Regions from separate parts of the Gossypium hirsutum genome. Here region 2 is linked to region 1. Evidence: chromatin contacts called from public Hi-C data. All regions are on one chromosome and are shown on one strand. The core of a region is the stretch at or near the end of the contact, and the rest is flanking DNA. Distances in the headings are between cores, read along the strand shown.

Region 1 (4,264 bases), core at 1,213-3,712:
ATGAGCTTCCCGTTATATGGTTTGAGAGAGTACTTTCCATTTATGTGCTCTTATGAGCATTCCAAATATGAATTGATAGATTACAGTTTTGTACACTTAGTATATACTACTCGTGTATCCATCGATATTTTAAATGATTCAACGGGCAAAAATCCTGACATGAGAACATATGAATCCAAATTGAATTGTTACCCATATGTATATATATATGTATAAAATACATGGAACTTGACTTTTGATGAGCTCATCTTTATTCTTGGTATTCACATGAAATAAATAACTAACATGTTTGGTGAGATTATGTGCTTAGGCTTTTGGCCAAGTTGTTTGGAATGTGTTTGTATGCTTACCATAAATGTAAATGAATAGTAAGATAATTTCCGTTATACGAACTTACTAAACATTAATTGCTTACTCTGTTTTATTGTTTTATAGTACTTGGAGGTTTATAAAGGTTGGAAGTTGATCGGAGCTACATCACACTATCCTACAGCTCGTTTCAATATAAATAGCAAAAATTTCTTTTGAGTATAATGGCATATATAGGCTAAAGTTGTTAAGGATGGCATATATGTGTTTGGTTGGGATTAGCCATTGGTATGGCTTGTAAATGGTATGTTTTGATATATAAAATGGTCTTAATATGCTTAATGTGTGTTTGAAATGGATGATTAATGAAAATCATATAGGCATATTGATTATGATAGTAAAATTGATAGAACATGCCTATATGTACATATGGTATTTTGGTAAGTATAGATACTTGAGCATATGTCTTGATATGTCTTACATAAAAATTATTTTGGCTTGATTTGAATGATTTATATTGGATTGGGAATGTGTTAAAATGTTAATGTAGGTGAAAGACCAGTTTGGGTGAGAAATAAGGCTAGGAAATGGCCTTATTTTGTCCACACAGGCATAGACACAGGCGTGTGTCACAGCCTGTGTGACAACGGCCATGCGCACGGGCGTGTGGTTCGGTCGTGTCTCCTCTGCATCTTTAAAATTGCAAAACATAATGCTCAGGTTTTTCACACGGGCAGAGACACGGGCGAATGTCTCAGCCTTGTGTGACATACGGCCTGGCACACGGGTGTATGACTTGGCCATGTGCCCCTGCACCTAATTAATGTAAATTAAAATGTTCACACGGCCTAGCACACTGGCGTGTGGCTTGGTCGTGTGACCCAAGTCAGTAACCACCTTAATTTAGACACGGGTTTTCGAATGTCCACACGGCTTGAGACACGGGTGTGTCTCTCGACCGTGTGAGATACACAGCCTAGCCACATGGGTGTGTGTCCCTTACACATTGGAAAATTTTTGAGATTTTGCAAAAAATTCTTTGAGTTCCCAGTTTAGTCTTGACTTGTTTTAAATGCATATTTTGGGTCTCGAGGGCTCATTTAAGGGACAATATGATTGATTTCGAATATGAATAGTAAATGATATGAATTAACTATATTTGTTCTATAAACTCCGGTAATACTCCGTAACCTTGTACTGGAGACGAATATGGGTTAGGGGTGTTACAAAATTTGTTCAGAAATATTTACATAAAATATTTTGGTCAAAATAGAAAGATACAACTCAAGTAGAATTAAATTCGTGAAGTTTTTGGACCAATAGTCCAAATATTTAAATGTGTAAAGCTAGTGAGAGTTCAAATGAAGTAGTTTTGCGAAAAAGAAATAAGAAATATAAAGTTTTTCACAAAGTCTTGGCATTGATTATGAAAATATTCTTTTGTGGTGGATGCAATAACTTTTAGATATCTTATTAATGTAACAGTTCATGAGAATTTGATATACGTCTAATGATAGTTGTTACAATTTTTATATGAATCACCATATAGTGACGTTTATATTAAAATCTTTGAAAAATTTGGAATGTTAGAAGCATATATAAATTATTAGGAAATTGTTCAATATATTTTCGTAAATATTTATTGAATTGATTTGAACATATGTTTTTATAGAAGGATCGTGATCAAAGTTTATGATGATTATTGTTCAAACTCCTAAAGAGATCAACACATATTTTCCCCAAATTTCTCCTCACTTATGACTTTCAAAAGAATGGCGATATAAATACTTATGTGATGTTTTTATGAGTAGAATAAATACGTGTTATACTTTTTTTACTAAAACAATGTTTTGTCCTATTAGATTTTTCAGATAAGATTTTTAATGAAACAATATGTTATATACATTATAGATACAAGTACTTTTTTCCTTCACTATAATCTTTTTTTTTTAAATTTTATCTATATATATAAAGTTTGAAGAGGATTATAAATATCCTTATTCATCTATCTCTATGTTTTTTTATTGTATTTATTCTCCGTTTCATAACAAAAACATGTTATACAATCTGTAAAATGGCAAAATTGTCATTTGATTAGTGCATCCTCAATCCAATAGTTATTTTTTTGCAAAAATAAAAATACCTCTTATTGATTACGTATGCTATTATCCCACTGATTCCGCGGCTTTTTCCTTTTACCTTGGCCGTCACTTTAGCTCTCTCTACTCTCTTCAACGCCTTGTTTTCTCCTTATATAAACTCTAAAATCTAGTTCCCTTGTATTAAACCATCAATTAGATTTCTTTTTTCTCATTGCTTTTTTCCCCTTAATTTCCATTGACAGCTATAAGCTAGAATTCTTTGCTTAATGCAGAAACAATGAAGCAGTAAAGATAGTTAAGAATTTTCTCTTTCAGATCTCTTCAGTTTTGGATTTTCTGGTAAATTTCGTTTTCTTTGTTTGTTGTAGATCTAGTTGGATTTTGACTAGATCTGGTTGTTTCTGACTATAATTTTGAAATATGTAGTTACTTGTTTATATATGCTAGTGTTTGCTTTTAATTCTATTAGATCTTATTTGAGCTGCATTTTTTTTAATGAATCATTAGCTTTTCGTTGAAATATAGTTTTGAACTTTTATTTTTGAAAATAGATTTCAGGTGTGGAATTTTGAAGTATTGACTAGAAAGGAAGGGAATACTGAGTGATCATGGCGTTAGGGAAATATAGTAGAGTAGATAATAATAATAATAATAATAGGAAATCGTCTTCGAGTTATTGTTCCACTGTCACTATTGTGGTTTTCGTGGGATTATGTTTAGTTGGGATTTGGATGTTGACGTCGTCCTCGGTTGTCCCTGTTCAAACCGGGAACGGATCGGCTGAGGAAAAGAAAAATCAGGTTGAAGATCAGGTTACACCGGTAACCAGTGATAACAATGACAGCAGTAACACCTCAGACTTTGAAGATAACCGCGGGGATTTACTTGATGATGCCACCAAAGGGGACGGGAACGTGAGTTTAGCTGAAAATGATGGTAAAGGTAACTTGAATACACAAGAAAATCAGGATAAAAATGAAGAGACTAAAATGGATGAGTCCAAGAAGCATGATGAGCAGTCAGCTTCAGAAGGTGGAGAGAAAAGTGGTGACGACTCGGGTGGACAAGGGGATTCCCTAGAGAATTCTGATGACAAGAAATCTGATTCGGATGAGACTGACAAGAAATCTGATTCAAATGAGAATGACAAGAAATCTGAAGAGAACAATGAGAAATCTGATCTTGATGATGGTGACAAGAAACAAGATGAAAGCTCCTCCGAAACTAATGGCGATCAGGCGGATAATCAGATAGAAGAGAAGGTTGATCAAAATGATAATAATGAGTTGGAAAAAAGCTCTGATGAACCAAAAGATGATGGTCAGCTGAAAAACCAGAGCTCAAATGAAGTTTTCCCATCTGGTGCTCAATCTGAACTTTTGAATGAAACCGTGACCCAAACTGGATCGTTCTCTACTCAGGCGACAGAATCAAAGATTGAAAAGGAAACTCAGTTATCATCCAAGAAATATAGTTGGAAGCTGTGCAATTCCACTGCGGGGCCTGATTATATCCCATGCCTTGACAATTTCGAAGCAATCAGGCATCTTCCTTCTACTAAACATTATGAACATCGAGAGAGGCACTGTCCAGAAGAACCACCAACCTGCCTTGTTCCTCTTCCTGAACGATATAAGCGTCCAATTGAGTGGCCAAAAAGCAGGGAAAAGGTACTTTAACATAACATGTGCTAGTTCATTTTTTGGCTCTGATATTTGGCTTGATCAGATGCAGTAACAAATATTTTCCTGCCGCGGCAGATTTGGTACTACAATGTTCCCCATACCAAATTGGCACAAATTAAGGGGCATCAGAATTGGGTGAAAGTTACTGGAGAATACCTCACATTTCCT
Region 2 (4,094 bases), core at 1,003-3,502, 180 kb after region 1:
AGGAACTGTCGTGCAGTGCAGAAAAGATGAAACATTAATCGAGATGACAACATTTGCTTGGTGAAACGTGAATTGGGTCGGCACTTGTTGCCAACAATCAACAGACAACAAGTGCTGACCAGATTCATGTTTCACCAAGCAACCGCTGTCGGTCTGATTCGCATTTATCTTTTCTGCACCACACAACTCATCTCTATTGGAAACCTTATTGCTGCCAACTCTGTCACAGGTTATAGTAACGAGTTCACCGCTTTTGGTAAAGACGAATAAAACGAATTACTTGATTATATTGGAAGGCCTCTATGTTTTTTTATATGACCATGATCTTAGACTTCATGAGTTTTATAAAACATCCTCTACTGATGAGGTGAAACTCGTTGTCGTGTCTGCATAACCACTTTCAACTAGCCCCCTTGTTATACTCCATCCTTTGACAACATGACTTTTGAAAACTTGAAGCCCTATATACACTTCAGCCTGTGACTGTTTAATCTGTGCCAACTGGGACCTTAAGTTGCAATGCAATCCTGGCTTCTCAGGTGATGGCTCCATCCTCACACGGCAGGAGAAATTTTTAGGTCACCGCGCTCCACGGCATCACCGTAAATTCAAACATACGTTAAAACTAAAACAATGTTTATCTCAAACACAAACAAAAATAAATCTATAAACTTCTAATTTCCAATTGCAAGAAAAAAATTTAACAAAGTGAAAACGCGTCTTGTAGGTCTTGTTTTTATTTCTCTGCTAAAAAAATAGATCCTGGTAAATAAAAAAATGTAATTACTTAAATTAAAAAAAAATCAGCATATATGTTTAATTCACCCATGCATATCAAGTACCTACTGAAAATCATTAAGCAATATGGAAGACTGATTAATCATGTAAAGCTTAAACATATGGATTAAAATTTAAAGAGAGGAAAATTTGTTTATTAACAAAAGTCAATAGCGTGGGGTTCAACTAGACCTTTAAAAATTTATAGACAAGTACAGGGATCTATTAAAAAAATGTTAAATATAAATTAAAAATATTTTAGATAAGTTCAAAAAAGTATTATTAAATTTTTATTTAAAATAATTTTAAATATAATTTAATAAAATATTTATTTTTGGAAATATACAAGTTAAAGCCTTTTTTTAATCATTCCATACTTTTCTCTTTTCTCAATCTGTTCATTTTCATTTTCTTTTTATTAAACTTAGAAAAACTAAAAAAAAAAAGTTTCTTTCCGGTTTCTCCTCCACTTCTAACCACCGTGACCACCATTTTTAATTACCATAACCTTACCCAAAAAAGTTCTTGACTTCATCTGTTGCAATTTTTAAATTTCAATAGTTCATTTTTTCAATTATTTTTCTCTAAAAATCACCAAAAAATTATAAATCTACAAAAAAAGAAGAAGACAAAATCCAACTAAAATGTTGAATAAAGAAAAAGAAAAAAAAAGGGGATTTAGACCTGATTAGGGAAATACTGAAATGTTGATTCAACTAAAAGCTTCTGCTGACACTTGAAAGTAGTAGCTAGGTTTTCACTTTTTAGTCTTTAAAGTTTGGGGTACTTGGATGTATAGGACAAAAGGGTTGTCACTTTTCAGTTTGGGTCCTTTTTCTTTTGGGCTTTGGCATGGGTGAGCTGTGGGGAGGAGAGGGATGTGTAAGCATGCTAATTTGGGCCTGAGTCAAAAAAATTCTTCATTAGGTTTGACACGTTCTCAATTTTTGTTTAAATTTATTTTTCAAATCTATATTTTGCTAAAATCTTCTCTTTTTTCAATACAACTTATTATGCTCTTTTGTGTGATAGAATATTTCTATTTGGTGACTTGCTCTACTGATTTGTAATGATAATTTATTTAATAAATAATTAACACCATGCACTCTTTTTTCAATCATTAAATTGATGAATAATTTTTTATAATATATTTAAAATTATTCATAATTTTTTTTAACTTTTAAATAAAAGGATAAACAGCATTTGAGCACTCACATATTCTAACTATAGTAACAATATCAATACTAATAGAGTTAAAAAAGAAAGAAAGAAAAAAATAATTTTTTTAGGAATATTTTTATATTATATGATATATGTATATAAAACGTACTAATCTGGTCCACGTTCTGATCACTATTGCCTAGCAAAGTCAACGAATCTGTTACAAATCTACATGGCAGCAAAAGATAATGAATCCAACGATAATTACTGGACTGTGACAGCAAATAATGGAAGTAGTCCTGTAGGACTAGAATATTCGGGTGTTGAAACTGAAATAAGACTAGTGAACCGTCTGACAAGAAAAGAAAAGCCATGAAAAATTCTAAAAAATCGTCAACAAAAGCGTCTTTATTCATGAATATCGTTTTTTTATACTCAAACAGATTTCAATCCAATTGAATCTTCATCACTGTTCGTTTTTCTTTTCTCTCTCTTATCAGAAAGGTAACTTTCTCAACAAAGTTCCCTTTGTTTCCATGCAAATGACTTCTTCTTCTTCTTTTTAATTTTAATTTTTGCATTTGTTGGATTACTTTTACCATCTTTGATCTGTTTCTTCATTTCTTTAGTGTATATATGATTTTTATTGAAGGAATGGAATTTGAATTAATTTAGATTATTCTTATTGCTAGGAAGTAAGTTGGATGAAAATAGAAATGGGTCTAATTAAAGAAACTGAGTATAAAGTTGTTTTCATCTAATAGAGAAATCCATTTTTTTCCCATAAATTTCTAGTTGATTGCTGGATATGATTATCGAAGAAGTTAAAAAGGGGGAGTTTTGGAATGGCAAATCCAGCTTTGAACGTTTTAGTTTTTATTTTATTTTCTATGGTTTCTTAGCTTCTTATTGCTTTTAAAATGGAAATTATAGGATTTATGATAGATAAACAAACTTCAGATAGATAAAGGTTGTGGCTCTGTTAAACTGTTTTGGATTTTTTAGGGGTATATATATGCTTTTCTGAGTTAATATTTTCTTTATTGCTGTTTTCTTTTTGCTTATTTTCTAGTGGAATTTGTCCAAAATTTTGGGGTCTTAAAAGTGTCATGGAAACACATAAATACTCTAATTTGAAACTGGAAAAGATATATAACTTCAATTCCTTCGGAAATTGTATGATCTTTCGTGCAAGAAGAAAGGGCTAATCTGTATCATCTTGACTTGGGTTTGATTTATTTAGTTTTTTAAAGAAAATGGCTTCTCCTATCTGTATTGAATTGGCGTTTTATTTCCACGAGTTTTCTATAGAGTAAAAGTGATCAGTTGTAAGCAAAATCATTGATTAAATGGTAAATATTGCTATTAGAATTGTTCCATTTAGAAGTAAGATCACACATTTTTTTTATTACCCCTTTTCAAAATTATTGTTTGTTTTTGAATTCGGAATCTTGTAAATTCATCTCTGCATGAATTGTAGAAGTTCTTGAAGTTATTTGTATCCTAGCTCTTATTATTTTTTAAAGTAGTTGGTTATAGATTTTAGTTTCTCACCTGAGGCTGAATTCGTATATGCTGGAATGAAACTCTTTGCAATGCAAGTTAATGAGAGAGTAAATGCTTGAAAAAGAAACTGTAAGTGTTGTGCCTTATGCGGTATTTGTATGTAAGAATAAACTAGTCTTCTTTGAAAAAAAATGAAAAAGGAAAGAATAAATTAGCATTTCCTGACAATTGTAAAGATGTGTTTCTGTTTTAGTAAAGGTACCAATTCCTCACCTCAGGTATGGGAAATACAGAATCAGGATATGATGATTCGCTTCAAACTGACTTTTGGCATCAACCTTCTTATGAACCTTCTTCCCTAGCAGGAAGTTCAATGGATCGAAACTATCAACCCAGGCAGCAAGCCCCGTTTATACCTGACAATTTTAGTTCTTTGGATCAGGTTTTTACTGTTACTTTAGCTTTGAATTATTAATTTGTATAATAGGAGATATTATTTGTTGATAGTTCAACTCATAAGGTGAAAATATGGCATATTCTTTGTTTTTTTTTTTTTTTGGGTGGCTGCTTAGTCTTGTTTGAAAAATAACACTTTCACAGTCAATTGCCAGTCTAGAAAGAAAAGTGACCTGTTCTGATGTTTCGAACTG

What was found. Hi-C and Micro-C count contacts between places; a contact is called where the count stands out from the background.
Region 2: a contact with region 1 is called in a Hi-C map of hypocotyl, with 2.6 times the contacts expected there. The contact joins the promoter of LOC107948369 here to the promoter of LOC107951827 in region 1. A contact is called at or near these places in 5 of 34 Hi-C or Micro-C datasets (hypocotyl and leaf).

What each region holds. Positions count from the first base shown.
Region 1 is chrA12:31,513,469-31,517,732 of Gossypium_hirsutum_v2.1, forward strand. LOC107951827 (probable methyltransferase PMT26) reads left to right here and starts at 2,463. Exons shown (of 9, transcript XM_016886971.2): 1 at 2,463-2,750; 2 at 2,963-4,081; 3 at 4,172-4,264. The coding sequence starts at 3,020.
Region 2 is chrA12:31,698,381-31,702,474 of Gossypium_hirsutum_v2.1, forward strand. LOC107948369 (E3 ubiquitin-protein ligase RGLG3) reads left to right here and starts at 2,253. Exons shown (of 12, transcript XM_041082543.1): 1 at 2,253-2,442; 2 at 3,810-3,886. The coding sequence starts at 3,818.